3 separate regions of the Sus scrofa genome follow, and all the other regions are linked to region 2. A link is a contact called in public HiChIP or PLAC-seq data. All regions are on one chromosome and are shown on one strand. Each heading gives the region's core, a stretch centred on a gene start, on an enhancer-like site or on the middle of the called end of the contact. The rest is flanking DNA. Distances are from core to core; before and after follow the strand shown.

Region 1 (4,543 bases), core at 349-2,848, 310 kb before region 2:
AGCCTAATGGGAGATTTAACACAATGATAGGAGCTCACCATCACCAAAAGGTACAACATGCTGACTGTACCACATGCCAGCCACACGCCACATACATGGGTACTACCATCCTTACTTCACAGACTAGGAAACAGAGGGGGCAGGTCATTTGCCCACAGCTATAACATGAAAGGCCAGGACGGCAGGGACACAGGGCATGGTAAGATAGACTAACAAAAGGACCCATGACTGAAGCACATACAAATGTTTAGGAAAGACTGGGCCAGTGGTCAGGTGGGATGTGAAGGCTTGGGCCCAGTGCAAGTTTTTCAGCAGGGAATGAAAACAGCAAAGATTAAGAAAATTAACCTGGGGTCTGAAAATTAACTGCAGCTCTCAAGCTTGGCTGCCTTTGAATCACATGGGGAAATTTTGAAACTCCAGGACTTAGCTGCAACTACATCAGAAAATCTGGGGTAGGACCCAGGTGATTTCAACATGGAGCTAAAGTTGGCAACCTCTGGTGATAGGATGGCCTATTCAAACTCAATCCCAACAACCATCCCCATTGTGAAGGTGAGGAAAGGAACTCAGAAGGGCTGAGTGCTATGTACCTGTAAAGGGCTGTTACTTTTCCTTTCCCAAACCTGGGCATACTGACTCCAGGCGTCCATACCGTTAAGTATATTTACTTTTCTATCAAAAGCAATGCTTGTTCCTAATCTTCCCTTGAGCAGACAAGCTAACACCTTTTAGGTGTTCAGTATACGTTTATTCCAAACAAAACAAAATAAAACGAGTGGGGGAGTAGCTTCATTTAATTTTTCCAACCCTCTGGGCCGACTTTGCTAAACCAGCCTGGTTAAAACCTCCCACCCAGCAAAGTTCAAAGTCTCCCAATTAAAAAACCTCCAAATAAGTACCTCCTAGGCTAGGAGAGGCAAGGATTAAAGGGGCAAGGCAAACAAGCCTGCTTCTGGGAAGCTTTCAAGTTAGAACACGAGACTAAGACAGGTAAACAAACAGCAGACCTGGGAAGGCTGTTGTGAGGATGAAACGGGTGACTGTGCAAAGGAACCTGGTACTGGACCTACTACGTGTAAAGTGCTAGCCAAATGCAAGCTGCAACTGCAGCTAATGACCAAAGTGGTAAGTCCGTGACTCGCTGTTACAACGTATTCCTTTGCTGGTTTCCTTCCCAGCGGCTAAGGCTCCTCTCGGGCAGAGCCAGTATCGAAGTCCGACGCCCCCAGCACAGGACGTGGAGTCAGAGCTCCCAGAAAGAACACAAAAAACAGGGCTACAGGTACAAGAAGAAGGAGGAAAAGGGCTAATTCCGGTTGAAGTAGGAAGGCTGGCCCCTCAGCCCGGCCGTCTGGTGCGGCTGTGCGACCGGAGGAACGTCTCTGGGCCGTTTCCGCTTTCGCCCTGGGGGTTTTCGGAAAACAGGACGTCTCTCCCCAAGGCGGATCCCTCAGTATGCAGCTCAGCTTCCCGGGACACCAGCGGCTCCCAGTCCCGCGCCTTACCTTCCTGGGCCACATGCGATCGCCGTTACCCCGGTAACGCCAGCTGGCGGTCGGACACCACTGCCGTCAAGCAGTGCGGCCGCAAAGCGGGACAGCTGCGCAGCCGCAGAGCACGGGGGAGGACTCACCGGGTCTTTGTAGAGCGCACCTGCGCAGAGCCTTAAGGCGGGTGCTTTGTGTGTACCGCATGCCCTTCACCGCATGTCCTCTTTCCTGCACACACCGTGATTGTACTGACAGCCTCAGTATATACATGCTGTTCTCATCCCCACAATAGTCCCGCAAGATCTGTTTTAACAGATGAGATCGAAGTTACATGTCCATATACACATAACTGGGAGGTATTGGAGTTAGAGAAATATGACAAAAATGGAACCCAGGTCTTCAGATGTCGGTTCTCAGCCGCGGGGCGATGGGATGCTTGAGACGACCGGACTTGAAATGACCCCAGCCCTGGTAAGCAATTCCTCTGAACTCAGCCTGCAGACTTCAGCTTTCTCCATGCTTTTAAGTGCAGCACGCAGGGAAACCTGTAAGAAAGTGCCCTCTCGCAGACACCTGACTCAAAGCCACTGTGGGCACAATAGGCCGGCAGTTAGACCAGTATTTGCAGCCCTACCCCGCCCCCCACCTCCTCACCCTGTCACCAGCTGTGTGGTCTCCAATGAGTGACTTAATCTTTCTGAGCCACAATTTCCTCTACTGAAAAAAAGGGTCGTCAGGATTATGAGGGATGAGCAAAACGACAGTGCCTTGGGAAGAGTAAAAGATTCTCCTGACCAGGAGGCTTGGTAGGGAGTCCAATATATACCTTTCCACATATGAATCCCAGGGTCCCCAGCACACAAACCATGAGTGCAAGGCGGGTAGGTGACAGGGAAGGATGGCAAATAATGCCAGAGAGATTTAAGGGGCTAGGTGTGACAGGCCTTGAAATCTGGACTTTTCCCAGCTTTCTCTGGTCTCCAGGGCTTCCCACACACTGTTGCCACTTCCTGGAACATCTTTCTCCTCTGTCTGCAGCAGTGATTCCTGGTCACCCTACAAGTCTCAACTCAGATACCTTTTCCTCAGGAGACCTCCTCTTGCCTCCCCATGCTGGCTTGGGTGACTGTCCCCTGTGTTCTCATGATAGTTGGGGGAACTCTGTGTTGTCCCCGTTCCCTGGTCCTCCTTAACTGGACTGTGAGCTCCTGGTAGGAAGAGCTCAAGATGTGGTATTCTGTGGCTGGTCAGCCTGTAGGAACCTTAACTGCTCCCTAAAGGAGTTCAGACTTCAGAGAAATCAAAATCAGAATTAGCTTCAGCAGGAGTTCCTGTCCTGCTTCAGTGGTAATGAACCCGACTAGTATCTGTAAGGACTCGGGTTTGATCCTTGGCCTTGCTCAGTGAGTTAAGGATCTGGCACTGCCATGAGCTGTGGTGTAAGTTGCTGATGTGGCTCTGATCCCGTGTTGCTGTGGCTGTGGTGTAGGCCGGTGGCTACAGCTCTGATTGGACCCCTAGCCTGGGAATTTCCATATGCTGCAGGTTTGGCCCTAAAAAGACAAAAAACAAAAGAAAACAAACAAACCAAAAAACCCAACAACAACAAAACACAAAAAACTTCAGCAGTAGAGCCTTGAAGAAAAGGGAGAACTTCAGCAGGGTGCACAGAACAGTGATAAGGGGATGGAGTGGGGAGGGAAGAGAGCTGGAGGGAGGCTGTGATATTGCACCAGAACATGCCAATTTAGGCTTTAGAATTGGAAGGTTTTAAAAATGAAAGGGAACTCAGAGGTTGTCCAGTTCAACTTCCTTATTTAACTGATAAGAAAAAAGGCTCAGGAGTTCCCGTCGTGGCGCAGTGGTTAACGAATCCGACTAGGAACCATGAGGTTTCGGGTTCGGTCCCTGCCCTTGCTCAGTGGGTTAAGGATCCGGCGTTGCCATGAGCTGTGGTGTAGGTTGCAGACGCGGCTCGGATCCCGTGTTGCTGTGGCTCTGGCGTAGGCCGGTGGCTACAGCTGTGATTCAACCCCTAGCCTGGGAACCTCCATATGCCGCGGGAGGGCCCAAGAAATAGCAACAACAACAACAACAACAACAAAAGACAAAAAAAAAAAAGAAAGAAAGAAAGAAAAAAAGGCTCAGAGGTGCTGCAAGTCGCCAGAAGTAGCAGAGCAAGTGTGAGGTGGGGTTGAGACTAGAGCCAGGTCTCCTCAGTGGGTGCTCTGCTGTCAAGGGCTTGGGATGTGTCCATAATGGGGTTTCAGGGGCTGTCATCTGAAGGCCTGTCCCCACATAGGGGCTAGAGCGAAATCTCATGAACAAGATATCCTTCCCCCTAGATTTACTTCTCAGTGTGTATCTTAAAGCTTTGTTATGATCATTTGCAAACATACACAAAAGCAGAAAGAACAGCCTAATAACTCATCATTTCCAGAATCTTCAACCTTTAGTACCTTTTTTTTTTTTTTTTTTTGGCCGTCCTTGTGGCATGCAGAAGTTTGAACCCGACCTGAGCCACAGCAGTGACAATACCAGATCCTTAAGCGCTAGGCCAGCAGGGAACTCTAACCTTTAGTGTCTTGTTTCTTTTCTTTTCAAGTCAAGGCAGCATGTTTAGGGCTCTCTGCACTGGACCCTGCTCCTGACGCTTGGCGGGACAGAGGGGGGACCAGCTACCCAAGGCCAACTGAACCCCCACCCCCACCCCTGTGCTGCCTTATCTTATTGTTCTGGCTGGGCGGGATTCTGACTTAGAGGCGTTCAGTCATAATCCCACAGATGGTAGCTTCGCCCCATTGGCTCCTCAGCCAAGCACATACACCAAATGTCTGAACCTGCGGTTCCTCTCGTACTGAGCAGGATTACCATGGCAACAACACATCATCAGTAGGGTAAAACTAACCTGTCTCGTGCCAGTCTAAACCCATCTCATGTTCCCTGTTAGTGGGTGAACAATCCAATGCTTGGTGAATTCTGCTTCATGATGATAGGAAAGAGCCGGCATTGAAGGATCAAAAAGTGACGTCGCTATGCAGTCTTGGCCA
Region 2 (4,270 bases), core at 1,110-3,609:
GGTGCCTGTGTTGTCAATTTCCCCCTATTGTAACATTTTCTTAACAAGACTAGCAGCTGAGGATCTATGTGAGTTTAATGGCTTGCAGCTTCCTTGATCCACCAGGCAATGAACCATCTCCCCTTACTGCTAAAATGAGTAGAGGCTTCTGTATTTAACTCTTCTGACTCAAGGCACAGACTACCCACAGCAATTCCCATCCACCAGTCAACTAGGGCTCATGAAGCTGAGGAGACTTCATCAGAGATTTTTCTGCTAAGGTTGCCTCAAAACTTGGCCCATATTGGTAAGCACAGCTTAAACACTCCCTCTTCATGCTTCGGAAAAGGCAGAAAAGTCTAGAAATAGCCAGGGTAGCTGAGTTCAGGCCTAGTTTGACCATTTCTCAGCTACGTGACTTTGGGCAAGTAACAGCCTCTCTAAGCCTCAGTTTTCTCATATAAAAAATATGTCTAATAATGATTTTAATAATAATAGCAAACATTCATTACATACTAACCATTGTCCTAAGTATTTTATATATTTTATCTCATTTAATAATACTTGACTCTCAAGTTGTTGTGAAGACTTAATGAAGGCATATGAGAACAAATGATAGGAAAGTGTATTGGAAACTCTGAAATGTTATGCAAATGTGAAGTACTATTGGCAAAATGCAATAAACATTTATACACCAGGTATTACCGTTGTTTTACTATTACCACAGCCAGCGTGGCTTCTTCCTCTTCTGAACATTCATCCCATTTTTTGTCTACTCATAATATTTGGCTCATAGCATCACCATCTGATACCACCTTACAAACTCAGTTGTCTAAAAAAAAAATCTGTGATACCCTTCCCCCACCCTAGCCTCAGACCAATGGATTATGTAACAATACTTCGGAGCAAGAACCACCCATATGAGAGTCCTGGATTTTCCAACATTTTTGATTTTAAATATTATGTCCTGTTGTCATATTATATGGTCTAAGGACTGTACAAATATGATCATCAAATCTATAAATTTCCAACCGTTCCTCAAACTGTGTACTTATTCACAATCAGGCTTTGCTTATTGACTGGAAATGTTAGGAGTGATGGTTGTGGCTGAACACATGTAGAAAATCAGAAGAGGCTGCCCTCAGGACTGAGCCGTCTTCTTCCTTCTTGCATGTGCATGGCCCAGGGTGTCATGGTTTTTTTTTTTTTTTTTTCTCTTCTTCCCCACATGAAAATCTGTTCTCAATCTATATCCAAACTAAAAGACCTATAAACAGCACAGAGTGTAGATCTTCCCTGGGTGCCTGAGGCTTGCACAAGAATCAGAACCTCAAGCTAGAAGATAAAAGCACCAACAGTGTTCCCAGTAAATACCTAGCACTGGTCTGGACATTTATCTCTAACAAGGTTCCCTAGTTTCTAGATATTATTGCCTATAACTCCTATTCTTTCAGCCAAGCATCTGTAGGCATCAAGAAGTTAGAAAAGAAGCTAGAAATAGTAGAGGATTCCTATTTCCCACCCTGCACTCAAAGGGTAAAATCAGGCCTGCCAGTCTTGGGGAGAGTTTGTGAGCGCCTGGCGCCACCCCCTGGCAAGATGTGTGCTGCAGACAGGCTGTAGCCCCAGCTCGCTCACCCATGGAGCCGACTTCGCTGCACGGGTGATTCTCTCCAGGTACTTATTTGCTGCTCTGACAAACCAAGCCTGAAAATTAACTATTGCTTCTAAAAAGTGTGTGTCCCCACACCCAAATCTAGATTGTTGGCTTTTTTTCCAACTGTAGAAAGAAAGGCTGTGATTTGTCTGTAAATTCAGCAATAATTTACTAAATACCCAGTGGAAGATGCTGGAAACGTAGTAGTTGCCAAGCAGAGAAAACACGTCCAGAAAAGGAGACCAATATGCTTATGGGTAATTTGCTAAGGTCCTTTTTAACTCGATATTTATAACTAGTATTCACAGTCCTACCTCTCAATATTCTCCTTTAAAAAGTATTTAATGCCCACAACTAAAATAATAGCAACAAAATTTCATAGAGCTCAGAAAGATTTAAAGTGCAAACTAAGTTTCCTCTGCCTTCATGAATGTTACAAGTTAGCAGGGAGCAGAAACATAAATAAAATCCCAGAACATAAGGCATAAGATGCATTAGGAGTGTGGACACTACACTGTAGGAACCCAAAAAAGGGAAATCTCTGCCTGGAGAAGTCCAGGAAGGCTCCAGAGACAGACCTGAGTCTTAAAGAATGAGGGGGACTTTGCCACAGAAGAAGGAGAAAGCAGAATTGAAAGGCCAGTGCCAAGGCACAGAGGCTGCCTGAGCACTGAGCACTGAGCACTGCACAGCCCAGCTGCCTTGGGAGTAGGTCACACAGACTGAGAAGCCAGAGCTGAGGCAGCGGAGAAAGGGAAGGGACAGACTGTCAAAGAATATCAAATGTCAGGCTGAGTAGGTGGGACATAACAGCTTCCAAAAGACCTTTTTTTAATCTTTTATTATGAAAAAAATACATCCTCAATAGTTTTCAACATTTTGCAAATGTTTTTCATTTATTATTCTCACTGTTGTTGAGACTATTGGGTGTGCTAAAGAAAATCCCAAATATCATGTCATTTCTCTTGTAAAATTTTAAGTAATATCTCTAACTTACAATGGCTTAAAATTTTTTTTATTGTGGCCAAATATATAACAAAATTTGCCATTTAAACTATTTTCAAGTGTAAACTCAGTGGCATTCAGTACATTCACAATGTTGTGCAACCAGCAACACTATTTCCAAAACTTTTTCATTATCTAAAACAGAAACTATGTAACCATTAGGCAATAACTACCTATTCCTCCCTTCCCCTAGCCCCTGTAACTTCTAATTAACTTCTCTCTCTTTCTCCCTCTTTTTTTTGGGGGGGGGAGGCAATTAAGTGTTTATTTAAAGAGAGAAGAGTGAGAAGATAGGTGCGGGGAAAATACAGGCACAGACAGGCTGGGTCAGGGTCAGGGATGGAAAGGGAGAGAGAGACAGAGAGGAAGAATGTAATTTACTTCTCTTTATGGATTGCCTATCCTAGGGTGATGAGTCTTTAATAATTATTATTATTTAATAATTAATAATAATTTAAAGTATCTTTACTGAGTTGATAATCAAATTTTCCCAACTGTTTCCCAAAACATTGTCAAAGATTTTACGTGGAAAGGTGACATAATCGGATGTGCCTAAGATCTGAGAGACCACTTTGTCTGGGACATAGAAATGAGTAGAGGGAGCCAACCAGGAATCAAGAGCATTTGGGAAGCTGGTGCTGTAACTAGACTAAAGGACTGCTGTTTACTAGTACATGGCAAACCAGTAGCTACTGCATAACACCCATCAGGCAACTCAATTGATCATTTGATTGGTTAGGCCTAGAAACTTTGAAGATAACTGGGAAATGATAGTGATATTAAAAATAGGCTTTAGGAGTTCCCATAGTGGCTCAATGGTTAACGAATCTGACTAGCATCCATGAGGATGCAGCTTAGATCCCTGGCCTTGCTCAGTGGGTTAAGGATTCAGCATTGCCCTGAGCTGTGGTGTAGGTGGCAGATGCGGCTCGGATCCCGCATTGCTGTGGCTATGGCGTAGGTCAGCAGCTACAGCTCTGATTCGACCCCTAGCCTGGGAATCTCCATATGCCTCGGGCATGGCCCTAAAATAAAAAAGAAAAAAAAATGGCTTTAATTGAGTGATACAAAGACATCCCCTACAGATGTTCTGGAACAAAGACAAAAATGAGACCTAATATAGGTAGGCCTTACATTGGTAAAAGGGTTCTTAACTCAAATCTAATTCATGAAGCATAAAACTTTCTTTTAGTACACCGAGAAATGTCTGTTATGGGTAACTGGTTTAGGAATAAGAAAAAAAAGAATAGGAAGAAGTGACCACTTTTCTGGATAAAGGCAACATGCTGGTCCTTGATGTTATTAATTCAGTGATTAAGTAGTTAAATCAAATTCGCTGTAACTAAATTATTTCTAAGATAAAAAGCAAGCTGCATGGTGTCTTAGTTAACATTCACATAAATGATCTGGAAGAGAATGCATGGGGAAACTGCCAAGTTTGCAGATGGCATTCAGCTTTTCCAGGGATTAAAATGCCAAGTTGATTAGGGATAAAGTGAAAGAAGATGTGGACGTGGGCAGAAAAGTGGCAGAGGAGTTTTAATGTGACTAAGTGTAAGAAAACATATTCAATGGGAAATGATTTTATCAGGGTATCATGAGTGTTCAATTACAATCCAGAAAAGAACA
Region 3 (4,816 bases), core at 1,349-3,848, 270 kb before region 2:
ATACCCACCTCCTGGCTTCCAGGATTGTGGACGAGGAGCCAGAGGACCACAGTTTTTCAACACTAGCAGAAAGCCACTTGGATCCTCCTGGAGCCCAGCCCATGGCACTAAACAGATCTCAGGAATGACCTTCTCCTGGGAACTTTTGGCCTGGAACATATTTACAAAACTCCAGAGAGGATGGAAATATCCTAACCCACTCCCTACAGACCCAAATTAGCAATTTTCTTATTCTTTATAACCCCTCTGGAAATGCAAACTATGTAATATTAGTCTAAAATTAGGAGCCTAAGTCACAAGAGAAAAGTCCCACTACTTTTGGAGAAAATGTTTTCCTAACCTCATCCCGGCATTTGTTCTAAATCAGAACTTAGCAGTTGTCTTTCAAATAATTATTTTCTCCTAGGACTTATCAACTGAGGGGCAGAATGCTTGTGAGAGGACAGATTTTTACTGTACTGTCAAAGGATGAAATCCAATCTCTTTACCTGGCTTTGAATCTAGAGGATATTCAAGTAAGGCCCAGAATACATGAATAAGAAGAGCCTGTTCTGTGGACCCAGGATGATGTCTAAAATGAAGGGCCCTTTAATAATCACAACGGCAATGTTATCTGTAGCCAACACGGACTGACTGGTTGAGATGTGCCAGGAAACTATGTGAAGTGTTTTACAACCATTATTACATTTAATCCTCATGATAACCCTATAAAATGGGTATTATTATCCCATTTTACATAGGAGAATAATTAAGGTCTAAAGAAGTTAAAAGACTGACCAAAAGCCATGTGGTTATGGAGCCAGTGGGCAGTGGAGTTAGAGTTTTAACCCAAATCAACCTAACTCTAAAGTCCACATGAGGCTGTTGCCTCTCTTAATATCTGCACTTCCAAGTGCCCAACAGTCCCAGGTGACTTATATAAGAATCTTTGGATTGTCACCATAATCACTCTCAGGACTTGGTTATATCATTTTTCTTTGCTTCCCAATGCAGATACTCACACTATCATCCTGTTGGTCTGTTTGAGATTCTCTTATCAAACTGCCATCCCCTCATGGCGCTGTCAGTGTTGCTAAGAGTACATGTGTAATTTAACACCTTGGAGTAAATTAATCCTAGACTCCTAGGACCTTGGGCATCTTGCTTAACTTCTTCTTCTTCTTCTTTTTTTTTTTTTTTGGTCTTTTTAGGACCGCACCTTTGGCATATGGAAGTTCCAGGCTAGAGTTGGATCGGAGCTGCAACTGCCAGCCTACACCACAGCCACAGCACCGTGGGATCCCAGCCGTGTCTGCGACCTACACCCCAGCTCTCGGCAAGGCCGGATCCTTATCGCACTGAGCAAGGCCAGGGGTCAAACCCATGTCCCCAGAGATACTAGTTGAGTTTGTTACAGCTGAGCCACAACGGGAACTCTTTGCTTAACTTCTTTGATCCTTAGGGTTTCATCTGCTGTTTGAGTTGGTCGGTTCCTTTGAACCCTAATTTTCTAGAATTTCATGACAAATACAAATGGGTGCGGATGTGTAGGTGCTGACACATGGGGTGGAAATGACCTTGCCATTGAGGCAGAGGGACTCTGTGGTGAGGGGGATGTGAGGCCCTGGCACCTAGGACTGGGAGGGCATGGACAGTGATGGGGAGCGTGGCAGGGTCCTTTAGCTGCCCAAAAGCTTGTCACCTGACCCCGGGAACTCGGTGAGTCAGAACCTCTGGGCGCAGGAAGAGCGTGTGGTATGTGTGACCCCAGGGGCAGAGCTGGGCGGATGAGATGGAGATCAACCTGGGGGTTTGGAAAGGGAGAGCTTCCCGTGCCTGCAGGCAGCTGTTCCACGGTCATTTGGCCATTGGAAGCACTGGAGAGGGGATGTGACTCTAAGAGGGGTTTTCCAAAATGCAAATTTGGTCATGTCCCTCTTCTGTCTGACAACCTCCACTGGATCCCTATCGCCGATGAATATGGTCCCAGGCAGCAACCCAGTGGGGTGAGTGAGGCTGTCCCAACCCCACCCTGACTTGGCCACACTCCCATTGCATCCCCTTGCCAGGGCAGCCATCCTTAACCTCTCGCTGGTTTCTGAGCAAGTTCTGCACTGTCACACCTCTGTGCCTCCTCCAAGGACCCTGTTGCACATCTCTAAGCAGCTCACTGGCTGAGTCATGACAATGCATCTGCTCTCATCAGCACACTGTGGCCCCCTCGAGGACAGGGCCTAGTCACACCCACCTTCCCATGGAGGCACACAGTTGATGAATGAGGTGGGATTTGATGTCTTTTACTCCTAAGGTCCGGCTATTTTACTTTCTTCCAATAAGCATTAAATGGAGGGCTTCCTTTGTACAATCACAGGGTGAAGGCTGGGGCTAGACAGAGAGTGACAGTGATAATTATGTAACAGAGACAGCCAGGAGTCAGGGACCCACAGCCAGCATGTGGAGGGGTGTGGAGGCTAGGAAGGTGGCTCCTTAGTGCAGCAGGCACCGTGGTCCCTTTGTCTCAGAACCCAAACTCTTCCAGCAAAGTCTGCAGGAATTGGGGAAGGAGGAAGCATGGGTGCCCTCCTCCTGAACTCTGGTTCCTTTACTCAGGACTGAGAACTGAAATCAGCTTTCTCAAGGAGGCCCCACCCCCTGCCCAGCTCCCCTTGACTGTGTCTGTGGTTCCAGGGGTCTGAGCTCGGAAGCCATCTCTCCTAAAGAGTCAGGGAGCCTACATTTTCAGGGCCAGGGTCAGGACTCACTTCAGGAACCTGACTTTTTCCAAGGGAACAGATATCTGGGGACCAATCTCCAACCCCTCTCACTCCTGCCCCACTTTCTCAGCACCAACCGCAGGAGACACGGAGCAAGTCGAGGCCTGCTCACAGGAAGGATTTGCCTGGTAGCCTCGAGGGAGCCGAGCAAAAGTTGCTGGAATCCAGGAACCACTAAGTGAACCTACACAGCTGTCCTGCTGCCCTTGGCAGAGCTGGTGTCGCCAACCCCTGGTTTCTCCCCTGCAGCTTGTGAGGAAGCCTCTGCATGGAGGCAGCAGCCACGCTTCTCAACCGGAGTTCTTACCCAAGAGCCCCTGTCCTCTTGGTCCTCACCATTTTTTTCCTTTTTTGGCCATCCCGAGGCATATGGAGCTCCCGGATCAGGGATCAGATCTGAGCCGCAGTTGCCACCTAAGCCACAGCTGCAGCAATACTGGATCCTTAACCCACTGTGCAGGGCCAGGGATTGAACCTGCAACCCAGTGCTCCCAAGATGCCACTGATCCCATTGTGCCACAGTGGGAGCTCCCTCACTCACATTTTAAAAAGAAGCTCTTAACTCAGGTCCCCCATTTCTGCTTGTATCTAGAGAAAGAGTGTGCAGATATGCTTTCTTCTCTGGGCGCGCTGCTGTTCCTGCGCCCCATGGACAGCAGGGAGATGGGAGAGGAGTTGGGTTGTCTTTAAGGGAGGCGCTGGGGGCAGGACCCTCGTGGGAGCCTTGGAAACCCCCCTCCCTTTTTTGTTTGGCTCTTGACCACAGTTACTTTTCTTCCTATTTTTGTTAACACAAATCCCTAAGTGTGTTTGTGTCCGGAGAAAGTGCTATGAATACCTGGTGATACATTTGTTGATTAACTGGTGAATCATCCAGGGGGAAAGAGAGTCCAGAGAACGGAGCGGGAGCTCTGGAGGCTGCACATGATGTGTCGTAAAATATTTAGCGAATGATCGTCCAAACCACAGGGAAAAAGTCGGGGAGATGGGAATGTGAAAGCTGCCAGGATTTAAAAGCTGTTTAATGCTAACCATCAGTGCCAAAGAGCTGAGAGCGGCTCCCTTCCTCCCTGCGCTGGCAACGACAGCTCCCAGAACATGAAGAAGGTTTGGACTGGCTGCAGCGTGCTGAAAGGTTCTTTGTTCCAGCCCTCTTGTAAACAAGGGATCTCCTCAGAGGTGGGATCCTCACCTTGTCCACTGCCTGCACCCTCTTGCTCTCTCAACATCCCCGGAAGATAAACTCTCCACGTGGAAGAGCAACGAAGCCAGATGTGTGGATGTTTCAAACTATGCTGCTGTTTGACATCAAGGAAGGAAGAGCCCTATGCTGTACTGAATTGGTCACTTTCCTTGCCCACATTCTGATGTCACTTAGACAACGACCTCAGTCCGATGGTCCCCAATAAGGTGGTTGTGCCTGTGGTTCTAGAGGTTTGAGCTCAGGAGCTGTCTTTTCTAAAGGGCTAGGGATCCTGCAGGTTTGGGGCTAGGGTCGCGACACACTTCTGTAAACTGAGATCTGTTTATCTGGGGGTAAAGGACGAAAAGGTCTTTCTTGATATTTTGGCTTGAAAACCTCAAATGTAAGGTTATGTCCTTCTCAGTACCAAAGCCACGAGGAGAGAGAAAATGCAGGGAGAAGCGGAAGGGAGATCATTTAGGTTGGTGGAAACAAGCAAGTGAGACCTCAGCATGGTTTGCTTACGAGGACTTCCTGGAAGTTGCCATGTGTGTTCATGGATAAGCAATGCTAATGAACTTTGTGGCATCAAGCAACAAATCTATTAATTGTGCCAAGAAGATTCCTGCTTTGAGGGACCATGTCATCTAGTTGCTGGGGAGGCTGGCCTCCCCTAAACGGATAATTAGGCTTTGAGATTGGAAAAGTCAGAGCTTCCTGGGCAAAGTGGTCCCAAGAAGGAAGGCAGGAAGATGTACAGCAAAACTGCTTGAGACCAGAACATGGCCCTTCTCCCTCACTCATGTTTTGCTTTGCTTTTGTTTCCTTTTGCTATTGTTTCTGTGGTTTTGCTTTCCTAGAATGTCTTCTCTCCAACTCT

What was found. HiChIP or PLAC-seq counts read pairs in DNA pulled down with a chosen protein or histone mark.
Region 1: a contact with region 2 is called in an H3K27ac HiChIP or PLAC-seq map of alveolar macrophages. The contact joins the promoter of TSEN2 here to the enhancer-like site in region 2. A contact is called at or near these places in 2 of 5 promoter capture datasets (fetal skeletal muscle and liver), 22 of 47 Hi-C or Micro-C datasets (adipose tissue, alveolar macrophages, brain and 13 more) and 2 of 2 datasets of contacts at active chromatin or transcription factors (alveolar macrophages and skeletal muscle).
Region 3: an H3K27ac HiChIP or PLAC-seq map of alveolar macrophages shows a contact between it and region 2. The contact joins two enhancer-like sites. A contact is called at or near these places in 1 of 47 Hi-C or Micro-C datasets (embryonic fibroblasts) and 2 of 2 datasets of contacts at active chromatin or transcription factors (alveolar macrophages and skeletal muscle).

Annotation. Positions count from the first base shown.
Region 1 is chr13:68,477,797-68,482,339 of Sscrofa11.1, reverse strand. It overlaps TSEN2 (tRNA-splicing endonuclease subunit Sen2), which reads right to left and starts at 1,598. Exons shown (of 13, transcript XM_003132372.6): 1 at 1,509-1,598.
Region 2 is chr13:68,164,245-68,168,514 of Sscrofa11.1, reverse strand. The region is part of intron 2 of SYN2 (synapsin-2); the gene reads right to left. Among named protein-coding and RNA genes, the nearest start is that of TIMP4, 25 kb to the left of the region's middle. Within about 2 kb of position 2,359, at least 5 of the 83 cell types and tissues checked have an H3K27ac peak or open chromatin away from gene starts, as enhancers often do. A contact at or near this core is called in adipose tissue, alveolar macrophages and retroperitoneal adipose tissue, where this site is marked.
Region 3 is chr13:68,434,628-68,439,443 of Sscrofa11.1, reverse strand. No RefSeq gene overlaps it. Among named protein-coding and RNA genes, the nearest start is that of TSEN2, 44 kb to the left of the region's middle. Within about 2 kb of position 2,598, at least 11 of the 83 cell types and tissues checked have an H3K27ac peak or open chromatin away from gene starts, as enhancers often do. A contact at or near this core is called in alveolar macrophages, where this site is marked.